Linked DNA regions of Mus musculus: region 1 is linked to region 2. Evidence: chromatin contacts called from public Hi-C data. All regions are on one chromosome and are shown on one strand. Each heading gives the region's core, a stretch centred on a gene start, on an enhancer-like site or on the middle of the called end of the contact. The rest is flanking DNA. Distances are from core to core; before and after follow the strand shown. Region 1 overlaps Atxn1 (ataxin 1). Region 2 overlaps Gmpr (guanosine monophosphate reductase).

Region 1 (3,233 bases), core at 127-2,626, 280 kb before region 2:
CCCATGTGCACCACAAAGCTTAAGATATGACTATGTTGAAATTCCTTATAAAGTGCAAGTAACATCGTCTAGAAAGGTGGGCTCTAAAGATTGAGAAAAACAAACTCAAGACGAGAGTCGGAGGGAGGATCCAGCATAGCCTGGCCACACAGATAGCATAAGGGTCACCAGGCTAATTAACCATATCTGCTTCCAGCCTCCTAAGCAGAAAATAGGTTATACATCTCTCCCTTTGATGTGACAGTCTGTGTGTTAGCATTCCTGGTTCCCTTAGAGTTTATTTATGAACACAGAACCTCTGCACCTCCTACATGATTTGACAGAGCTATTGGCCATGCTGGTACATGAGTTATTTGAGGTCTGTGATTCCCATAAAATAAACAGATCTCTTTATGAAAAATGACCACAGGTATGGTACAGGCATGGTGAACCACACCTGTCATTCAGGGTTTGGAAGGTAGAGGCAGGAAGCCTAGGCTGAAAGATCCTGTCTCAAAAATTCAAAGCAGATAAACGTGGGAAACAGTCATCTTTAAAAAGGAAGAAAAGTGGCAATTTATGTCTCATTGCTTCTGGGAAAGGTATTCGTTGGTGTAGTTATTTAGGAAAGTGGGCATTTTCCAGGAAATATAAGCGTGCACATATGCATTTTAATTATACAGCTTTCCTTGTAGAATTTCCCATTGAAAAACCACTATGTGTGTGTGCTATAAGCCATGGAGGGTGTTCATTACAATCTTAACTATGTTAATGATTTCAAAATTCAGAGCCAAGCTGAGTGTTTAGCAGAGTAAACAGAAGACAAGCATGTGGCCTTGGGATGGCTCAGAAAGTAAGGCTACGAAATTGAAGACCAGTATTCAGTCTCTGGGTCTCACTCGGGAGAAAAAGAGAGCCGCTTGCAACAAATTGTCCTCTATGCTATGGCATGCTTGTATCTATATGTGTATATGTATATGTATGTTTGACCAAACTATTGTTCAGTGATATATATATATATATATATATATATATATCACACAAACATATTAAAAAGCACATTATGATATACAATCAAATAAAAGGATACTATACAATACGAACATTGGATAATCTGTGGCTAGCAATTCAGAAAAATCACAAGAAGCCAGTATTAAGCCACAAGGATATAAGTTACAAAAAAAAAATCTTTTACACTGTGAATATATATACATATATATGTGACTAAACAACTCACTTTTCGCCCTGAGACAGGTAGGAAAAGCCTGGAAGCTTACAGCGGCTTCCATTAAAATTCATATCCCTCTGTTTTGAGAATATCTATGGAAATGAAAGCTACCAGCTATTTCTGCCATTTCAGTGTTCACATGTGATTTTTTTCCAAGTGCCCTGCACAGAAAGTCTCTAAAATATCACATGTACTCTGCTGGCAGGCTGCAAACCAACAGAAAGATGGCTGGGTAAAAAGGAACTCATGCACGCAGAATATTTTTATCTTTAAAAAAAAATTACATTCATTCCTGAAATAGAATATTTGGAGAGGAGCTTTTCGTGAATGATGGTAGATTGAAGGCTGTATCTAAAAATAGAGCAGCAAGCTTTAATAAATGAAAATTAGCGTCCTAATCAGTGCTTTATGGGCTCGGCACTGATCATGTCACTCACCGCTTCAGCTAACGTGGTCCACGCCTCTTCTAGCTCTGTGATTTGCCGGTTGGGCTGTGATGAGTCCATCAACACATCACCACCATCACCACTGTCCTTACCAGCACCACCATCAGTACTACTATCACCATCAACATCATTATCATCATCAGTTCCATTATCAACATCAGCATTATTACCATCAGCATCCCCTCAGTCAGCATCACTAACATCAGCATCATCAGGACATAACCCAAAGCACATGCTTTTCTAGGTTCTGAGATAATGTCTTTATAAATATCCCACTTGATAGATGCATGATCCTGCCACAGGATCTTTGTCTTACTCTAACATAACACCCTCTGCCAAGTTCCAGTATTACACCCTGTGATGGTTTGTATATGCTTGGGCCAGGGAGTGGCACTCTTAGGAGGTGTGGCCTTGTTGGAGTAGGAGTGTCACTGTGGGAGTGGGGCTTTAGTACCCTAGTCCTAGCTGCCTGGTAGACAGTCTCCCACTAGCTGCCTTCAGATGAAGAAGATGTAGAACTCTCAGCTCCTCCTGCACCATGCCTGCCTGGATGCTGCCATGCTCCCGCCTTGATGATAACAGGCTGAACCTCTGAACCTGTAAGCCAGCCCCAATTAAATGTTGTCCTTTAAAAGACTTGCATTGGTCATGGTATCCCTTCAACTGGCTGAGTTTCTCACTGCTGCATGGACAGATACTCGGTCATCTCCATTTATTCGAGAGAAGCTTAACAGTCTATGTAAGCAAAGCAGTACCTATTTCTTCCAAACCTGTATCTCCAGAGTTTGGATCTAGACTTCATGTGTCTGGAGGCACAATAATTATATACCGAGTGTATGTGCCATTCAATTGGCCCAGTAATTCTGTGCTAATACTAGTTACGTTCTGCAGAGTCAAACAACAGAGGCTCGGTGTGTAAATAACTTGACCATATTTGCTCAGCTTGTGAGTAATGGGGACTATAATTCAAAGTCATTGTGTCTGTCATCAGGGCCATTTGCCCGACAGCTCCATTTTGCTATCCATCATTTGCTGCTGCATAGAGGATCTTCTTTTCATGCAATCAAATCATCATTTGTTTAATTCCTTGAATTCACCTTTATAGCATAGAATCATGTTCTGTTTAGGATCATTTCTATTTGCATGTTCAAAGGTCTCCCCGCTGCTCGCCCCCATTTTAGCCTGGGTTGCTGCCAGCCCTCTGTAGCTCACTGGAGGCTAGCTCCTGGCATTGTCTAGGCTCTAAAGCTCTGTTGGTATGCAAAAGCTGCAGACCTGTTTCAAGGAGGAAGCGTTCCCAGGTGATCCACGGGGTAGCATTATCTCTGCAATGTATGTCGCATCATGCCTCGTCGAATGGCGTCTAATGACCTTGGGTCTGAGCCGGTGCTGACATGTGACCCGCGCTCATTTGTCACTTTCTACATTGTGAGATGTACTGAAATAACAGGGAAGAGGAAAAAGCAGACGAGGGCCTCTCCTGGATGTCTGGAAACGGTTAGCAATGCATGCAGCATTTACTCTTGTAATTCTCTTTTGTTTGTTCTGGGTTACAAGGGCCAGCTTTGAAGTTAAAAATA
Region 2 (3,480 bases), core at 266-2,765:
TCTATATTCCAGCTAGAGGGATTAGAGGTGTGTGCTAAGGACTGAGCCACACCACAATTAGAAATAGTTCCCTCACCCCATTCCCCATCCCCCAAGTAAATAACACAATCTCAGGGCTCATGGTGTGATCAAATATCCTGCAAATGGATGCCGAGTAACAGGGTGAATGACAGACCAATAGTAGGTGAGAAGCAGCCTTGATGTCTCTGCTGGGGTCATCTGAACACTTATAAGGAAACACACACAAGCCCAGGGTAAGCACTAAGTCAATTCTACTCTGCTCCATCTGTTAGAAGGCGATGCTGTGTGGAGCTGACCCTGGTAAGCAAGGCATGGACTCCACAGTGTGCCACTAGCAGCTCTCAGACACCAATGCTGACCCCCGCCTCCCGCTGTGATTTTTTTTCTTGTTTTATTTTCAGACAGGGTTTCTCTGTATAGCCCTGGCTGTTCTGGAACTCACTTTGTAGACCTGTTTGAGGCTGGTCTCGAACTCAGAAATCCGCCTGCCTCTGCCTCCCGAGTGCTGGGATTAAAGGCTTGCGCTACCAAGCCTGACTCCGCTGTGATTTTTAAGGAGGCAGTGAGATAACTAGTCTGGCCAGACCTTCAGATGAAGAAAGTCACCAGCAGGAACCCTGAGCACAGATCTGCTCTACACAACTGCTTAAACTGGTTCCCGGTGATTTGTATTTCTCAACGCTCAAATTGCTTCCCAGCTGGCTTTTCCTAGACGAGGTCCTGCTCTCTTTCCTTGGTGCATGCAGGACTACACTTTAAACAGAGCAGGTCAAAGGCCTGAGGAAAGCTGAGGACAGCACCAAGCCTGGGGACATGGTACCTCCTGAAGGACTGTAGCTTTTTAGTGTGTTTAGCTCCCACTTAGTACTGTGGTCCATGGGGCATACCCGGAGGAAGCCCACACTAGGTAATGCTTAAGGATAAGGCCCTGCAGCTAACTGTGGGACTGTGACCTTGTCATACCCTGGATAGGCAAGATAGAAGAGGGTTTGTTCTCTCTTTCACAGCAGATCTAGGGGCAGGCATTTTTTTTTTATGCTATACGTTGGGTTGCTAAGAAACTGAGCCAGCAGGATCCTCCTCTATCACTGCTGTAAAAACAGACCAAGGGCTGGTGGGATGGCTCACCAGGTAAAGGCACTTGCTCACAAGCTGAAACACCCCCAGACCCACACGGTGGAAGGAGAGAGCTGATTACTATACAATGCACACAAATACAACGTAACTCTAATGTTTGTGTTGTTGTTACTATGACAAAAAGTTTTCTACCACAGTGTGTATGTGTGTGTGGTGTTGTATAGTGTACAGCTGAACAATCTGAGGCTGGGCAGGTAGTTCCCGTTTGTGGAAAGGGGGCAGCACATACGGGCTCAGCAGCTCTGTTTTACCCCCCTTCTTGTGAGATGTTAGTGTGTGGCACAAACAGGGAGCCCAGAAGCCCTACAGCAGAGACCTTGATGGGTTACAGCAGACACTACTGCCCTCTAGTGGGAGGCAGGCCTGGTCAACCTTCCACCAAGACTGGATCCAGCCAGGATGAGGTGGGGGCTGCTCCAGGTGGTGGTATCTGCACAGCGGAGCCAGAGTCACGGGAGCGAGCGCTGGGCATTCCCCTCTCTTACTGAAAACATCACAAGCCGACCCACTCCTAGCTCGCCATCCCCATTCTGGGCTCCCGGCTTGCTCAGCAACAGACCCGAAGCAAGCTGAGCCGGGAATTGGTTAGACAGAAATGAAACCCCCCGGCAAAGAAAAGTCCCGATGAGCTCAGAAGCCCCTCGGGGGTTCCCTTCTCCATCTGGTTCTTCCAAGCTATCCAGAGCTCCTCCTTCCCTGTCAGCCCCTCTCCCCCTTGTGGCAGAGCTGTGTCCCTCGTACTTACCAAAGGCTTTGGCGACATCTCCTGGACATGTGCAGCCTCCATCCTTCAAAGGAAGGAAGGAGAGAATATCAGTAAGGTGGGAACAGGCCAGACCATGCTCACCAGTGAGGAGGAAGTAACCAGGAACTACCTCCCATCCCTACCCAAGCAGCTGGCCCAACACTACCCTCACTTTGACGGTCAGAGGCCGTCACCCCTGCCCATCCACCCTCTGGTCTCAAGCACCTATGTCTGGGGAGGAGGACAAAGTGTGTCAGACTGGCCACTGTCCCCCGCTACACCATTATATAACATGCCCAGCCACTCCCTGCTCCCTCCTCCTCCCCGCTCAGAAGCCACCCCTCCCTGCCTACAGAGAGGTGAGATTTTTTTTTAGTCTGAGCGCTAGATTATTTTAAGAGCTGAGAAAAAGGGCACGGAGCTGGCTCCTCTATCTTCTCAGCTGCCTTGCATCTCCAGTCCATCAGATGTCCTTAAAAACAAGTGCTCATTGCTGACATCCACTCTGCCCACACAGCACAGGCTGGCCTCACAGGCAGCATGATAAGCTGCAAGCTTAGGTTACAGTCACTGACTCAAAGTTCCTAGGATACAGCCTTTACGTGCTTCCTTATTAGCGAGACCCCCAATGTGCAGGCTGCGATTTACTATCCTAGCAGAGCCTGGGTGATATGGAAAGAGAAGGGTGCCAATGCTCTCGAGTGCCAGCAAAGCACAGAGAGACAGACAGCCCGGGAAGGAACAGGAAGAGATGGGGACAGTGAACAAAGTGACAGGGATGTAGCCAAGCACAGCGTGGGCTTGACAAACGCCAAGACCTCAGAAGGAAGGCCCTGTCTTCATAAAGTGGGAGCCAGCTACACGGAGCTGGACATTTGGTTTAGGAACACATTATGTCTGTGGGGTAACAGGTGAAAGTCGGCAAGGCAACCACCTCTTGAGTTGCAGGTGGGGACATCTAGCTACAAGAGGGGCAAGACCCTTCCTTGCAAAGAACATCTCACCCCGAAAGTACTAGGCTCTGTGACTCGACACTCTTCTGTTTGGCCGGAGACAGAGTCTCACTATGTCAACCTCCTGGGTGCTGGGACTACAGGCCTGCACCCCCCACACACACACACACATACACTAAGGATAGTCTTTCTCCATCACCTAATTGGCCCTCACACTCCAAGGAGGAGGGTTCAAAGCCTGCTGCTTAGCTATCCTTGCTGATAGATGTCTGTGAGCCTATCACTCAGAATGCAGAGGCAGGAAGATTCAGAAATCAGAGACAGACATCATCAATATATATGTATAATATATATATATATATACACATAATATTATACATATAATATATGTGTATATATTATATGTACAATATATATATTATAAGTATAATATATGTGTATATATTATATACTACACATATAACACATGTATGTTACATATTATATGCATAATATATATACATATATATTATATGTATAATATATATGAGCATAAACAAAATGTTTTTATGCTTGCAGCTCTGATCAGTGGGGAGGTGCTGAAGACTCAGTCTTTCCTTCCAAACATTTCTAAGGGTAAATACT

Evidence for each region. A called contact is a pair of places that touch in the nucleus more often than the background predicts.
Region 1: a Hi-C map of cortical neurons shows a contact between it and region 2, with 4 times the contacts expected there. The contact joins two enhancer-like sites. A contact is called at or near these places in 3 of 484 Hi-C or Micro-C datasets (cerebral cortex, cortical neurons and embryonic stem cells) and 1 of 9 other capture datasets (adipose tissue).

Annotation. Positions count from the first base shown.
Region 1 is chr13:45,820,789-45,824,021 of GRCm38.p6, reverse strand. All of the region lies in intron 3 of Atxn1 (ataxin 1), which reads left to right. Among named protein-coding and RNA genes, the nearest start is that of Atxn1, 140 kb to the left of the region's middle. Within about 2 kb of position 1,376, at least 17 of the 459 cell types and tissues checked have an H3K27ac peak or open chromatin away from gene starts, as enhancers often do. A contact at or near this core is called in cortical neurons, where this site is marked.
Region 2 is chr13:45,537,491-45,540,970 of GRCm38.p6, reverse strand. It overlaps Gmpr (guanosine monophosphate reductase), which reads right to left. Exons shown (of 9, transcript NM_025508.5): 7 at 1,904-1,946. Among named protein-coding and RNA genes, the nearest start is that of Gm34582, 14 kb to the right of the region's middle. Within about 2 kb of position 1,515, at least 86 of the 459 cell types and tissues checked have an H3K27ac peak or open chromatin away from gene starts, as enhancers often do. A contact at or near this core is called in cortical neurons, where this site is marked.